2 separate regions of the Mus musculus genome follow, and region 2 is linked to region 1. A link is a contact called in public Hi-C data. All regions are on one chromosome and are shown on one strand. The core of a region is the stretch at or near the end of the contact, and the rest is flanking DNA. Distances in the headings are between cores, read along the strand shown.

Evidence for each region. A called contact is a pair of places that touch in the nucleus more often than the background predicts.
Region 2: a Hi-C map of liver shows a contact between it and region 1, with 2.6 times the contacts expected there. The contact joins two enhancer-like sites. A contact is called at or near these places in 1 of 484 Hi-C or Micro-C datasets (liver), 1 of 115 datasets of contacts at active chromatin or transcription factors (embryonic stem cells) and 3 of 9 other capture datasets (adipose tissue, liver and pancreatic islet).

What each region holds. Positions count from the first base shown.
Region 1 is chr8:93,162,227-93,165,193 of GRCm38.p6, forward strand. No RefSeq gene overlaps it. Among named protein-coding and RNA genes, the nearest start is that of Ces1c, 32 kb to the left of the region's middle. Within about 2 kb of position 1,470, at least 2 of the 459 cell types and tissues checked have an H3K27ac peak or open chromatin away from gene starts, as enhancers often do. A contact at or near this core is called in liver, where this site is marked.
Region 2 is chr8:93,250,511-93,253,309 of GRCm38.p6, forward strand. No RefSeq gene overlaps it. Among named protein-coding and RNA genes, the nearest start is that of Ces1e, 22 kb to the left of the region's middle. Within about 2 kb of position 1,446, at least 4 of the 459 cell types and tissues checked have an H3K27ac peak or open chromatin away from gene starts, as enhancers often do. A contact at or near this core is called in liver, where this site is marked.

The sequences.
Region 1 (2,967 bases), core at 220-2,719:
TAAAATACTAATTCTCTTGATTGTTGAGCTATTAGACCACTTCCTTTACCTTTCTGACTCCCCTTTTCCTGGCCCCAACATGGTTTATACAGAGCTCAACCAAAATGTAAGAAGCCATACATGACACACTCTATTGTCAGCTAGAACATAACTGTAGAGTCATGGCTCCTCCTACCCAGGACTACCAACAGGCAGAACATATTATACTAACCAGGGCACTGACCCTACCCTAAGGATCATTCCTGGTTATTGTCACTTATGTGAACACCTCTTCCTGGTGTAAGAGATCCTATAGACATAGTAATAGATCCCAAATTTGCTGGGTTTGCAGTTGCTTACTGTTGAACACTACAACCAAATGAAGGGGATCTAGGTTGGTCAACATATGGTTACTGACCTTATCATTCCTCATTACTAACTCCTGTGAAGCCTTATTGGGGGTGAAAGAGGCAAATGCTAGCTGCCCAGAGACATCTCTGGACATCCTTTTTAAGCAGGCCAAAGGGGTCCAGAAGCCTCTTTTTAACCTGGAAGATTACTTTGTTGAGATTGCCTCTGGAAAAAGCATCTCTCTGGGCCTTCTGTAGAATTTCTGCTTCCATGGGGTTGTACTTGATATGACTGAGTCTATGTTGAGGAGCTGGTATAATATGCCTGGTTATGATCTTTCACCATGTCTGCTGGATTAAAACACTGACTTGGTTTTCCTGATTAGAATTAGGTTAGGTTGTCTAGCATCTACCTGGCTCCATTCCCCAAATCCTACAACGATAGCATCCTCCAGCCATTCTTGAAGGCAATTATCAGAGGCTATATGTACCTGTAATAATTTTATTGTTCATCATCACAATCATTAATACTGAACCAAGTGGAGCCAGCATGGTGAATTTCACAGGGTGATTTTTTTTTTCTTATAAGAATTCCTACCCTGGTTCATATATTCATAGATGAATCAAATTTTCATAAAAGAATCTACAAATCTGTATGGACATCAGGATGGTAATTGTACCTTGACAATCATTTGATAGGAGTCACAGAGTGAGAAGGAATAACTGCTGCAGACTGGACTCAGTTGGCCCCTCAACCTGGGACAAATGTGGAGCATTCATGCTATAGGATGCCACGGCTCCAGGAGACTAAGTTTCTCTGAAACATTTTGATTCAGGACCGCATCCAAGGTTTTGGGCCAGCCACACACCTTTTACTAGAGTGGATGTGGCAAATAACAAGAGCTCCTTCCTAGAATTTTATGTTTAAAAAAGGGGGGTGAGTGGTGAGTGGGCATTTATTGAACATGCCCTTTTGTACCTCAAAGTTCATGAATCACTATTTGTTGAACTCTGTCCATTTGAAAAGGTTGCTGATCTCTTGTTTGAAAATTGTACCAATCCATTGAAACTGAGCCCAGTCCACCCATGAGCAGAGATCTCAAGATCTTGTCCTTCAATGGCTGGTGTTGCTCAAAGGGCATGGTATTTCCATGGGTTACCATGCACATGGGATTTGCAGTCCATGTGGACACTGGATCCTCCCAGGATGATCTTGGATGACTCCACTGCCTTGGATGTAGTCTTTTCTTCTTCCTGCCAGATAATCGTGTTGTCCACTCATCAGTTAAAGTCCTTGACTAGTCCTTTTGACATGGCCACAGAGGGGTCAGCATGAGCAACAGTCTTGGCAATGTTGGACTTGCTGGTGGTGGCTGTTCCATAATGTATACACAGGTGGTGTTTCTTCTTCTGGAGCCCTACTGACACCATCCTACCAAGATGCTGGGCTGTAGCCACTCAGCTAGAAGAGTCCAGTGAAGATCCCCTCACTTGTCATTTTAGACCCATATCATGACTAACCACTAATATTTAATCTGATTTGATATCAATGACAGCATTACAAATGATGTTGTTCTAGTATTCCCCTGCCTTCTAGATGCTCTAAGTTGTTTTCAGGACATACAGCCTGCCCTGCTCTCCTTTCCCTAGGAGCAAATCATTTATCCCTTAATGATTTGCTCACTTGTTCACTTGGACTGGCCCCATGAGAGTGGATAATGAAAATGTGGTATATATACACATTGTATATATGGACTGTTCTTCATTTTTGAGAATAAAATTTTGTGTTTACAAAAAGATAGATAAATGGAACTGGAGAACAACAAATGAAGCTAAATAAGGCAGATGCAGAAAGACAATGATCAAAGGTTGAAACATCGTTTATGGTTGGCTTGAGCTTTCAGTACCCATCTTTGAACCATCACACTGTAACTTCACACTACAATATAAGCTACATAAAATTTGAAATAAAATAGCACACTTTAATTCTGCCTCACACCTTTGAAATTGCTTTTTCTTGCTTTCTTGACTCCAGAGAGTTCTCCCACACTGGCACACCCATTAGCTGACTTCTGTTAGTTGATACAGGACATCTACTGACTCAATGCTAATGAGGAGTGGGTTACGTAGTCATTGTCCTGTCTTAATCTTAGAACCCTGGGTGGGTAAGATGAAGTCTTTTCGCTGACCCTGTTTCTCAGCAGCAATAATGATGACTTAGGTCCAGTACTATTTGTTCTATTCATGCAATGGGTTACAGAACTTTACAACTTTTTCCTTTGGCTGCAATAAGCCTTCATCTGGTATCTAAAGATTCCCCCATGTGGGCAGAGTATAGTTCCCTTATGGAAATGGAGTAGTGGTGTGCTTTATGCATTCCTAGAGAAAAATTTATCCCAGTATTGCAACATGTCCACAGACTTATTCATAAGCACCTGGAGGACATCTACAGAGGAGTCTGGAATGGGTGTAAGCCTCTTCTTGGGTCTGTGGTTCTCAATTAATTTTGTATTTTTATTTAGACCACACATTGCCTTTAGCACTTAGAAAACTCTGGTCATTCTCATTTCATTTATGAGAATATCTCTCTGGAAAGGAAAGGTGAGACATGTTCACATCTGCTGTGAAGTAGTGTCTC
Region 2 (2,799 bases), core at 196-2,695, 88 kb after region 1:
ACAATCAAGATAGGACAATAGGTAGTCTGAGTAAATATTCTTTCAACATTACTGAGTAAGCATTTTCAAACACTGACCATATTGTAACCCGTATTTAATTGCTTTATTAATTCATGCACAGTACATCATCTTTCTCCACCTCTTAAATATAAGCCCCATGAGGATAAGAGTCAATGGTTTATTTCCTAATAGATTTCCTAATAGAATCTAAACCAGGCATACTATAGGTTCTCACTTTTTACATGCCCAGTAAAGAACTCCAGAAAGCTGTGACCATTCTCAAATGTCTAATCGCATTCTTGAGAATTTTAGAATAAAGTACAGCTGAATAGAGGATTACCTTGTCTCTTTACTGCTGCTGCACACTACAAATCTCCACCTAAAGAGACCCAGGCCTATCCCTGCAACTTACATAGGGAGATAGAAGGTGACATTCTTTACAAAGCTCCAGGGCTTTGCAGGCTGTGGTAGAGCAAACCTTAGGGATCCAAGAGGGGGCTTGGCAAAAGAAACTCCCAGGAAGATGGCCACAGGCTGTGCAAACCCTTCTAAGCTAACATACTTGTCCAGAGATTTGCCATGGATGGTGGTCACCATGTGTGGTAAGAACAGACACCCTGCTGGTCAAGATAAAATGAAGACATTTGTGAAGGGAAGGTCCAGACCTGGGTTCTGAAAGATCCTGGCAGAATGTAAAAGGACACAGAAGCCCTGAAATTGGCAAGATAGACGTCAGTGTTAGCAGAACTAGCTTCATTGATTTAGAAAAATAGAGGTGCACAATGCTCTGGCCACTCCTTAAACCTGTGTGTCTGCCATTGTTCTGACCAGGTGTGTGCCCATTGCTGCACCTTCATTAGACTCTTTCCTTGTACCCCTCCCATACCCATTTCTTGAGAATAGACATTGTTTAGATCTGGAAATCCCCTAATCTCCCCCTTCTCCTTTCCCCCCTGAGGGCCTATAAAAACTGGGAACTCTTTCCCCTCGAGGTCGACTCCTCTACCCCTGCGTGGGATATGAGTCATCCCCAGAGCTCTGTCTTTCCCCGAATAAAGCCTCATGTGGTTTGCAACAAGCTCGGTCTGTCGTGAGTTCTTGGGTGTCCGCTATTGTCCTGAGGCCTGAGGAAGGGGCTCCTCTCGGAGTCTTTCAGTTCCATGTGGGTTTTGTCACTTCCCAGGCATGTGGCCTTGAACAAGTCATCTCAGTTCTCTAGACATCAGCTTCTTCTCCTGTAAAATAAAGATAAGGAAAACTGTTCTTCCAAACTGGGATGAGAAGGGGTGAACTCCAATTTGAATTGGAGATATAAAAGTATTCAGATTTTTATACATAGTCACAAAAATAATGTTGGGAATAAACAAGGCCTTTGTCTCCTTCCCAGAAGCCTCTGTAAATATTTATCCATTAAGATCCTGAGGTTTTGACCTACATGTTGGGTGAAGCAATTGATGAGAAGTGTACAGTCTCAGGAGGGCTGACCTAGTAGTGCTTCTCAACCTTCCTAATGCTATGACCGTTTAATACAGTTCCTCATGTTGTGGGGACCCCAAACTATCAAATTATTTTATTGCTATTTCATAACTATATTTTTGTTACTGTTATGAATCATAATTCAAATATCTGATATGCAGGATATGTGATATGCAGGATATCTGATATGCTATCTTGTGAAAGGGTTGTTTGACTTCCTGAAATGGTTCAGACCCACAGATTGAGAACCACTGTTGTAAAGAAAGGACCATGGGCATGCTTGATTGACTTTTGAGAAGGAAGTTATAAACCAGGAGAGATATGGAAAGAATACAGAAGTTGGAAGGAATGACGTCTTTTGTTGGTATTACCAAGGAGGACCTCTGACTTACAGCTGAGGGAAGAGTAATAACAGGAGATGAAAAAGGAGCAGAAATCATGAAGAATAAGATTTAAGTGTAAAAGTCTAGAGATAGCATAACACAGGGCCATTCTGGGAAGGGTGAATGGCATGTGAATATTACTAGGTAAAGTCCAAGGGAAGTAGATAAAAATCTTGGGTTATTGGGTGTGTGTCAGGAAGAATACAGGCTGGAGGACAAGTCTTTATTTAGTGGGCAAATAAGTAAGATAAATAGATATGGGATCAATAATCCAATAAGGTTCTACAATATTCTTCTCCTGACTCTGGACTTTGTCATCCAGAGTGCAAGAGACTGGTCATCAGGTGATGGGGTAAACATTGGCTCCATTCTTGCTCAACAGATAGTTCTGCCTCCTCTCCCTGCAGCTTAACCCCTGTCCTCATTCTAGCTGCTGTGAAACTGGAATGAATGGCCTTGAACCACCTTCAGGAGGCAGGAGGCTATCCATACATTAGCTCATGGCTACTATCGGTAAACCCTGTTTGCTCTCAAAAGCACATTTTGGACATGATCTTAATCCCTAATTCTCCAACACTTTGCAGCAAGCTATCTCATCCAAAATACATGGTCAGAAAGGAAAAGACTAATCTAGATTTCTCTACCAGAAAAATTGCCAATGAAACACCCAAGTATAAAAGGGAGTATAACTTCCAAATCTTTTGCATCAATAAACCAATTCCAAACTGCGTACAGTAAGTCTGATCCTGTTATTGATGTTTAATGAACAATAGGAAAATCAAGGAGGCTTTATGGAAGTTATGCATAGATAGACTCCAATTACACATATTTTCACATGATTTTTTTTTTAACTTCAAGATCATGAGTTTACCACTGGAGTAACCTCATAGTAATTTGGGGAGCATTTTTATAGCAAGAATAGCTAATAACACTATAACTG